Linked DNA regions of Capra hircus: region 2 is linked to region 1. The links are chromatin contacts, called in public Hi-C maps. All regions are on one chromosome and are shown on one strand. The core of a region is the stretch at or near the end of the contact, and the rest is flanking DNA. Distances in the headings are between cores, read along the strand shown. Region 1 holds the start of SNAI1 (zinc finger protein SNAI1). Region 2 has its middle 35 kb from the start of UBE2V1.

Evidence for each region. Hi-C and Micro-C count contacts between places; a contact is called where the count stands out from the background.
Region 2: a contact with region 1 is called in a Hi-C map of blood, with 3 times the contacts expected there. The contact joins the enhancer-like site here to the promoter of SNAI1 in region 1. A contact is called at or near these places in 2 of 5 Hi-C or Micro-C datasets (both in blood).

What each region holds. Positions count from the first base shown.
Region 1 is chr13:77,564,751-77,569,581 of ARS1.2, reverse strand. It overlaps SNAI1 (zinc finger protein SNAI1), which reads right to left and starts at 2,883. Exons shown (of 3, transcript XM_013968979.2): 1 at 2,719-2,883; 2 at 1,496-2,023. The coding sequence starts at 2,800.
Region 2 is chr13:77,637,854-77,642,684 of ARS1.2, reverse strand. No RefSeq gene overlaps it. Among named protein-coding and RNA genes, the nearest start is that of UBE2V1, 35 kb to the left of the region's middle. Within about 2 kb of position 2,199, at least 1 of the 5 cell types and tissues checked has an H3K27ac peak or open chromatin away from gene starts, as enhancers often do.

The sequences.
Region 1 (4,831 bases), core at 1,634-4,133:
ATGGGAGGCGAGGAGGATGGCGCTGGTGCATTTCAACAGGCTTTGTGTGTCTGGGCCGTGCCTTTACATGAAAATAATGTCCGAACGGGTGGGGAGAGAAGCTGGGGGGCTGAGGGGAGCATCGCAGGGCTTCTGCTGCCCCCAAATAGAGACCCCCGTCGCTGGGCAGCCACACAGGCCAGGCAATTGGACCTTTACGTGTTAAAATCAGGGCTTTTGTGTACCAAGGAAGAAACTGCAGACACGGGCTGCAAGCTCTGGAGGTTGCCTGCCTCCACCCGTGCCCCCTTCCTCCCCCCCCCGGAGGAATGACATCAATAATGCCTGCAAAATGCCAGGCTTCACACACCACCTCACTGACCCTCACAGCTCAGAGGTCAGCCCCTGGGCCAGGAAATGCCAGAACTGAGTCTCCAACCTGGCCAGGCTGACCCCCAAAACCAACAGTCATGACCCTTGAATCCTCTCTCTGAAGAGCAGCCCCAAGCAGAGAGGCCTCCCCCATTCACCCTCTGAAAAGGTGGAGCGGTTACCTTTTCTGCACTTCCGGAAAGCTAAAGGCTAGGACGGGTTCCATCTCACAAGTTTCTACACATTTAGCATTACAGTTTTTGAAATGCCAAGACCTAATTGTGTTTTCTGCCAGCAAAGGAGTTCCTGGGCCTGCATGATGGGATTAAGTTTATCTGTTCAGCAGTGAGTGGGGGTGGGGAAAGCAGGTCTGAGAACCATCACGATACTATAACAAGTCATTATCAAGTGACAAGCAGCCACTGAATCTAGACTGCACCCTCTACAATACTACCGTAACCCACTCCATATGATTAAGTTATAATCAGAGAGGCTCAGAGAGTTAAATCCCGTACTCAAAGACACACGGCTTGAGAGCAGAACAAATACCAAGGACGATTTTTGTGCCTGCTGGTCGTGTCTCAAGCATTTTCTCAGGTTCTTTCTATCCCAGGTGTCTCATTTAACCGGCACAGAAACCTCACAAGGTGTTTTTACGCTTATTTCACAGATGAGGATACAGAGGCTAAGGGAGGTGAAACGCCAGCCCAAAGTCTGGGGAGGATCCCAAAGCAGGATCCAGAGCGGAGGCAGGTGGGCAGGCTGACAACATCCTGTCTGGCTAGGGTGGGAGTGGGGGTGGGCTAGGGGAGGGTGGAGCAGGGTGGGCCCCTTCACACCTGGCCCCAACAGCAAGGTGTTGTTTATACCTTTCCCATATCCAGCTCCAACCCATTTGGCTGAGAGGAACTGAGCCTGCTGAGGGACATGTAAAAGTTATCTACTCAGCCCGAATGCTTAGCTGATGAATGATGGCATGTTTCTGCCAAACTTCAGAGCCAGGCCTCCCCGAACTCTCGAGCTAGGTGTCAGGAGACGGCGGGGGCCTCGGTTCCCCCAATCTGAAAGTAACAGCAAAGCCCATCTTACAAGCGCTGGCAGCGAAGGCAGAGAGAATGGGGGCTAGGGGTGGGGTGGGACTCACCGGTGTGGGTCCGGACGTGGCCCTGCAGCAGCCAGGGCCTGGAGAAGGCCTTCCCGCAGGTGCTACAGACGCAGGGCAGCGTGTGGCTCCGGATGTGCATCTTGAGGGCACCCAGGCTGACGTACTCCTTGTTGCAGTATTTGCAGTTGAAGGCCTTGCGAGACTGGGGGTCCTTGGCCACAGAGAGCCCGGTCAGCTGCTTGGGCAACTGGCCCAAGCCTGGGAAGGCAGCATAGCCCTCAGCCTCCAAGGAGGAGGCTGAAGTGGACGAGAAGGACGAAGGAGCCGGCGAGGGTGGGCTGGGGGGCTGGGAGCCTTTCCCGCTGTCCTCGTCGGACAGGGAGGTCAGCTCGCCAGCCTTGGGGATCTCCTGGGGCAGCAGAGAAGCCCAACTGATGGGCTGGGCTTGGGGCGCCAAGAGAGAGTCCCAGATGAGTGTCGGCAAGGAGGCGGTGGGATTGAGGACCTCGGGCGGTGGGATGGCTGCCAGCAGGTGGGCCTGGTCGTAGGGCTGCTGGAAAGTGAGCTCTGAGCAGGGGACAGAGAAGAGGGCAAGGTCAGGCGTGAGCTCAGTCAGCCAGCAGACATCAGCCTGATGTGGGCCAGGAGCTGAACGGGGCTAGCACTCAGGGCTTATCAGATGAATACCAGATTCACTACTAGGACAGACAGTCTGAGCCCCTCTTCACCCAGGTCACCTGGTTCTCCCTCTTCCGGGAAGAATCCCCCTTCCCTAGCTCCGACTCAAGGGGGTCATTTCCACATCTCCATCCTCCTGAGGTACCCAAGTACCCAGCTTGAGGCCAGACCCCAGCATCCTGGCCCCTCGTCTCCTCAGCTGCCAAGGCACCACACCCCTGTCCCAGGCCCCCTTCCATACACATTCTTCTCCCACACCCTCCCCCAAATCCCCTGGACTCTTTCGGAGCCCTCGGCCCGGCGTCTGTCCAGATAGAAGCCTCCTCTTCTCACTTTTGGGAGGGGCGCCCCTCTTCTCTGCGGCTGCTAAGTTTCCGTTTCCTCAGCCCAAGACCACCGCCCTCCAAACACCCTCTCCACATCTCCCGGACCCACCTGACCCGAGCTTATCCGCACCCAGGCTCTATTCTTTGACTCGACTCTCGCCCCTCGACTTCGTCCCCAAGCCCCCTGCTCCTCCAGTGCTCTCCCCATGCAGCCTTCGCTTGCCTCCCCCGAACTCCCCAGGGGTCCGGTCCCCTCACCTGGAGAAGAGTCGTGCAGCTCACTGTAATTGGGTCTCCGGCGGGAGCCGGCAGACTTCCTGACGAGGAAAGAGCGCGGCATGGTGGCCGAAGCAGCGGGTGGGGGGGGGGGGTCTCGCCGGGTCGCACCGGGATCGCAAAGCTCTCCACCCACGACGCCGTGCAGCTGCGCTGTGAGTGGAGACGGGCCGCCGATTCCCTTAAGTACGCCAGTCGCGGGTGGGCGTGGCCCGTCCCAGTCACGCCCCTTTGTCACCTCCGCGCCAATCGAGACGCGCCTTCGCCAGCGGCCCCGCCCCGAGCAGGTGCGCTGGGGGCTGGCGGGGCTCGCGCCGCGTGGCGTTGGGAGCCGGGCGGGGCCGCGCGGACGCCGGGCCTCGGGCGCGTGCATGGGCGCCGGGCGGCGGGCTGCCGGGGGCGGGGCGCTGGGAACCCCTGGACGAGGCGGGACCCCTCTTCAGGACTCGGGCGCCCGGGCCGGCTCGGCGCCGCAGGCTCTCCCGCCTCTGGCGCCCCCTGGCGCCACGCGCCGCGGCTCTGAGCACCTGACTTTCGGAGACCGCCACCTCCTCGAGTGTCGGAACGGGGCAGGGGGTGCCTTCGCCCGTAGAGTGCCCCGCAGAGAGCGTGGGATTGACCAGGGGCAGCACACAGTTCGGGGGCGGAGAGAAGCAATGGACCCCTCCACGTGGCTGCTGACAGTGTGCAATGCCACGGCCCTTTTTTTTTTTTGCAAAGCAAACGGGCATCAGCTAGAAAAACGCACATACTGACTGTGTGCCCACTAACGAACCAGGCACCCCTCCCGGCGCTGGGGGGGATACAACCCTGAACAAAACACTCGGGGTCTCTGCTGAAGGGTCGCTCTCCCAGTCACGTGGGGGAGACAGGCGAAGTCAACAGGCAATTCCAATGCAGAGGGAAGTGTATTTCGATGGGTTGGGGGGGGGGGTGGGGACCACAGGGCACTGTGACAGTCAAGAGGCGGGTCACTTGACCAAGGGTCTGGGCAACTTCCCAGAGGAAGTCAAGAAAATGCCGAGGGGAAAGGCCTGAGGTTAGAGGCAGTAACCATCTCAGAGTTACTGAGAGCCTCTCTCAGGATGGGGGTGGGGTGGGCAGGGCGGCAGGGTCAGGGCCTGGAGGAGTCTGGACTTTGCTCCAGGGGCCCTGGAGAGCCGAGGAGGGACCTGTTTGGAGTTTGGTTGAGAAAGATTACTCTGGGCAGGTGGGAGAAAGAAGTGGGGAAGGGCGGAGCTCAGGTAGTTGCCTCACTCGTCTGCGGTCATTGAAACTGTGTCTAAAGGACCTGAGGCTAGGCTCCACCGGGGGTTCACTGATTGATTCAGCTGTGGGCTGGGCCCAGGGGAGGGACTGACTTCACCCCCAGCTCTCCTCTGAGCCCACTGACTGTGAGAGCCACTCCTGTCCTGGACTGGGGATGGGGCACAGGCCTAAATCCGAAGGTCTCTTCAACTTGTTTCCACCTGTGGAAACCTGTTAAGTCCCTCCACTCACCACCCTGCATGAGAGCAGGGACAACTGTCTGGATCCTTAGGTGCTGTGAAGAAAACAATCAACCTTTCCCTGTTCTAGCTGGGGAGAGGGGGAGGCTGGGGAGACAGGCCACACACAGTCACTACGAAGAATACGGCCTCCTGTACGTCTGTTTACTTCCCATTGTGATTTTCCACCTACATCCAGAGGGAGGAGTAACGCCGTGTCCTTCTGCTTCAAACCTCCTGTGTCCCTATCTCACGCAGAGCAGAAGCCGAATTCTTCACCACCGCCCTCCACCTGCTGACCTGACCTCTGCTGCACTTATCTTGAGCCGCTCTGCCCCTCCCCCTGCACAAAGATCCACCGCCTTCTTTCTGTTCCTCCACATCCCAGCCCTTGGCACCTGCCGTTCATCTTCCCTGACCCCCTGAAATCTCTCTTCCGCAGGATCTTTACCAGAGAGTCTCTTTCTGTCTTTGTTTCAGCAGGAACTTCTCGACTGTTCAGCCTCATGAGTAAGGAGAGAAATGCAAATTAAAACCACAATGAGATACTATTTCACACCCATCAGAAAGATAAAAAGTTAAAATTTGGTCATAGCAAGTGTTGAGGA
Region 2 (4,831 bases), core at 950-3,449, 74 kb before region 1:
GATGAGAAATCTGAGCTGGAGACCCCACTTTGATGTTCACCAAAGACAGACTGCAGGAACCTGGGCAGTGCTTCAAACAGTAGCAGGGGGCAGAACGGAAGGTGAGGTTCCCTCCCTCTCCTGACCCCGCCCCTCAAGGCGAGGCCTGGAGCGCTGCACATCCTTCTGAGGTCGAGCACGCACGCGCAAGCCGTGACCCGCTCCCCACGCAAGCCGTGACCCGCTCCCCACAGCCCTGTTGTTGTCGTTTTTTTCCTCCAGTTAGCATAACTGGGCGTGTGGCCTCCACTCCGCTCTTCCCCCAGACATGTCTTTCACCCACAGGACCTCTCAAGGCCCCTGGACAGCTGCTGAGCTCCCAGTACACCGTGTGCCACCCACAGGGACCAGGGCCTCATGGAGACCCCGAGGTCATCCCTGACGTTCCGCCCCAGCCCAGCAGCCTCAGCGCACCGGGGCGCACCCGCGCCAAAAGAATGCCTAGAAACAGACTTCTCCGGCCAAGGACATGGGCAGTTTTAATCCTATCATTTTCAAACTGCCTCCAAATGAAGAAGTAGCAAACTCGCCCTCCCACCAACAACGCAAGGTGGTTCCTTGCGTTCCCTTCCCTTTATCTGCGCTCACACGTCCTTCCCGCCCATCTCTGAGCTGAATCGTGCTAGCTCATGGCTCCCTGTGCACTTTCTCATGTGATGCGCTGAGTATCTTTTCTCTAGCTGAGAAGCCCTTTATCCCTCTCAATTACGTCATCTCTGTTCCTTTTGCCTCCTGATTTGTAGGAGTGCCTCACACACAGGCATCCTCGCCGTCTGAGACGGTCGTCTGAAGCATTAACAGATGGCTCTTGTGTGGCTTGGCGGGGGCAGCTATGGGTGGCCGCCCTCACCAGGCACCGCCCTTGGGATGCAAAGAGCTCAGATCAGAAGCCCTTCTGGGTGGTTGGCGGGACACGTTTTTGGTCCCTCCTCGAGGCCTGTCCACTTCAGGGTCCGGTGGGCGAGTAGGGTGGAAGACAGGCAGGTGGCCGGCTCGGTGGCCTCCTGACACCGCGCAGAGCGGGGCTGGGTGACGCTGGCCTGCGTTCTGTGCTCTGACCCACCACGCCCCGGGGTCTTCGAGAAGCGGAGACGCTGCAGCAGCCGGCCAGCACACTAGTTTGGCACTTCAGAAACCTCTCGCGCTTCCCCAAGCCAGTTCTCATGCCCTCCCCCTCCTACCCCAAGGGCCACGTCCCTGGGCTCTCCGCCCATCACCCCCAGGCGAAACGTGGCTATCTCACGCCCATCTGGTGCCCAGGCCAAGGACTTGCTTCCTCGTGTCCAGGGGTGGGCTCCCACCACAGGCAGCACAGGTACGCCCCCCCATCCCCGAGAGAGCGCCGGCCCCTCTAGAGCAGCCACTCTGGGCTGGCTGTCCTCATTAGCCGATGCTGTTTTGCTCCTGGCAAGTATTCATACCTAACGAACTGATTTATTCGGTTACTGATTCCTCCTTCCCTCTCTGGAACAGGCACCATGCAGGTCGGTGCTCACCTGGCTCATCCACATCCCTGCCTCCAGCGCCGAAAGCTGTCCTGGGACACACTGAGAAGGTTTCCGCGAGCTCAGGAATCCTTCTCCAGAGCGGGGCCTCGCCTTCCTCTCCAGGCCCAGGGCAGTGACGAGGGCAGGGTCCCGGCGGCTCTGCCGAGAACTCGCGGAGTGACGGAGGGACTGTGGGCTAACTGAGAGGGCGAACAGAGGGACCAGCCCAGTAAGGAGTTTGGCAGCTCCAGGTAAAGCTGGTGAAGACGCGGGTGGGTGAGCAGAGAGGCTCGCATGTCACCTCTCTCTCCCGGGATCTCAGCACATGACCTGGAGTCATGTACGCCAACCCCAGTACACCTATGGCTGTGTGGCTCTGGGCAGAGTCCTTGGGCTCCCTTCACAGGACTGTGCTAAGCATTACGTAGCATTTTATGCGCCCGTGAGATTTTCACGGTCCTCAGCACACGGCAAACCCTTCAAGCTACTGTGAAATCACCCTGTTGCACCAGAGAGAAACTCTCCAGGTCTGCAGGCCCCAGGGCTCCAGGTTGAGGCTCAGGGCTGCGTCCCCGCTCGGGCCAGCAGAGAGCGCTCGCGCGCTGCAGATGGACGCCCGGAGGACGGGGCAGGAAGGACCACTTCTCAGCGGCCTCGCAGGCATCTGGGCGTGCGCGTTTGGCGCGCATCCACTCCCAACCCCACACCTGGAGGACCAGCGCACCTGCGCTACCAGCTCACTTTTACTGAGGACGAACCTAGGACTCAGAAGGCGTCCTCAAGGTCGCCCAGCCCGGGTGTTTCCGGTGGGGTCCTGCAGCGATGCCAAGGCGGCCTCTGGCTTCAGGGGTCACAAACTCAAAGGCTTCAAGGGGCTGATGTTACAAGCTGGGAAACTGACCTTCTTGCCTCTGGAATGAGAGCTCAGGATGGCCATATCTTTACGTTTTTGGGGACAGAAGCCAGACATCAAGATTTAGTAAAATATCTCAACTTTCATGGTGTCAATAGATTAAAGGCTTTTAACATTTTAATCACCTTACCACCTCTGAGCTACCTTTCAACCCTCCCTTGGAGAAAAGCATTTTAAGACAAAACCCTTCTTCCCCTGTCTTCACTAGCCCACCCTCTCCCCCTCCCTCAGGCCTCAGGTTACAGATCACCTCCTCCCTCTGGGTTAGGAGCCAAACCCTATCCCTGAGCTTTCACTCACTGGTTTGTTCATTCATTTATTCAACAAACATTTATTGAGCTCTTTCTGTGTGCAGACCTCTATACCAGAGTCACAGCAGAGAACAAAGCAAACTAAAATTGCTGCCCTTGGTGGCTCAGAGGTTACAGCATCTGCCTGCAATGCAAGAGACCTGGGTTTGATCCCTGGGTTGGGAAGATCCCCTGGAGAAGGAAATGGCAACCCTCTCCAGTATTCTTGCCTGGAGAATCCCATGAACAGAGGAGCCTGGTGAGCTACAGTCCATGGGGTCGCAAAGAGTCGGACACGACTGAGCGACTTCCCTTTTGGAATAGAGGAGACAAAACAGACAGGGTGAATTTACAATGTCATTTCAGAGTATTAAGCACATACCTGAAATATCCCAGCAAGAGAACAAGATGGGAAGGTCACCCTGGGCAGGGAGGGCCTTTCTGCAGAGGTAACATCTTCAAACGTGTGGAAGAAATTGCATGCCCAGAACTCGGCAGGGTGGACAGTTCTGAGTGAAGAGAACCACGGAGCAAGGGCCCTGGGGCAGGAAGAGGCATGCCACGTGGCCATGGTAGCAGCTGTCAGTGCCTGGCACATAATGGGCACTCTGCACCGATGGATCAGTGGGCACATGGATGTGCTGCACCATGCCCCGTGCTGGGCACTGGGGAGGCGACACTTGATGAGTGAGTGGAAGAATAGACCCAGGATTTGCCCGAATTCAGTTGCTTCTGCCCTGGTTTCAGCACCTTGGTCCCCAGTCTCTCCCTACACACTCTGGCCTCATATTCAGCCTGGCTGGGAATTGTCCAGGCCCATCTCTGGCTGAAAAGGCCTTGTACAGTCCCAGATGTCTTCTCCCAATCTGGCTTGAGCCCCCTTTTCTGTGGCCTAGAAACTGTCCAGAGTCCATGTGGCTTGTCCAGGAGTCGGGGGTGGAGAGGGAAATGAGCTGATATCTGATTTCCCTGGGTCGAGTTTTGGCAGGAGGTTCTGGGAACATCAGGCCTGTCCCCAGAGGAAGGCAGTGATCTGGGGGCTACAGAAGCCCCCACCCCACCTTTGCCCTGGGCTGGGGTCCAGCCTAGATGAAATACCATCTTTCTTGAAGGATGGCCAGTTGGCCCATGCAGTCATGAGCAGCACACAGAGAATGGACATCTGTCTGCCTGTCTGTCTGTCTGTCTGTCTGAAGGTCTCCGAAGGTCTCCTTTGCGCCAGGCACTGGGAATGCAGAAATGGACAGAAAAGTCTCTGCCGTCATTCCAGGCATGGGAGACAGAGAGTACAGAAATGATGAATCAACAAGATAATTTCACAACGGAATCAGGGCTGTAAGAACAGGACAGTGAGGTGGTGGGCCGGTGGTTGAGAACCCACCTGCCAGTGCAGGGCACAAGGGGTGGATCCCTGGTGTGGGAAGAGCCCGCTGGCTGTGGAGCAATGAAGCCCGTGCGCCACGGCCACTGAGCCCGCACCCTAGAGCTTGTGCCCTGCGACGAGAAGCCTGCGCCCCGCACTAGAGAGTCGCCTCTGCTTGCTGCAATTAGAGAGCCTGCACACAGCAGCCAAGACCCAGCACAGCCGAAAATAGATAATTTTTTAGAAAAAAAAAAAAAAAGAACAGTACAGTGTGCTGACGTGGTAGAAAGGAGAAAGGGTGGGAACTGCTTCACACGGGTGGTCAGAGACGACCTCTAAGGAATGACATCTGAGCTGAGAGCTCATCGGAGAAAGAATTAGTTGCGGGAATAGCAGGTGCAAAGGTCCTGAGGCAGGCGTGAGCTTGGCGGGACCGAGGAACAGCAAGGAAGTCAGGGCCTCTGGACATGAGTATGCGAGGGTATTTGTGGTAGGAGCGAGCAGCGGGATGAAGGCAGCCCTCCCAGGCCCTTGAGGACTGCTGTGGTGGGAAGAGTGAGCGTGGTCACCTCATGGGGTGACGTGAGGGTTAAACAGGACAGTGCCAGAAAGTGGCTGAAACACAATATGAGCTATTATTATTACTATCACTATCAATCACCATCGTCTGCCCCGGGTCTGGCCCTGGGACCATCCCAAGGAGGGCTGTCAGGTTTTACCTGTGGCTTGTAGCATAGCG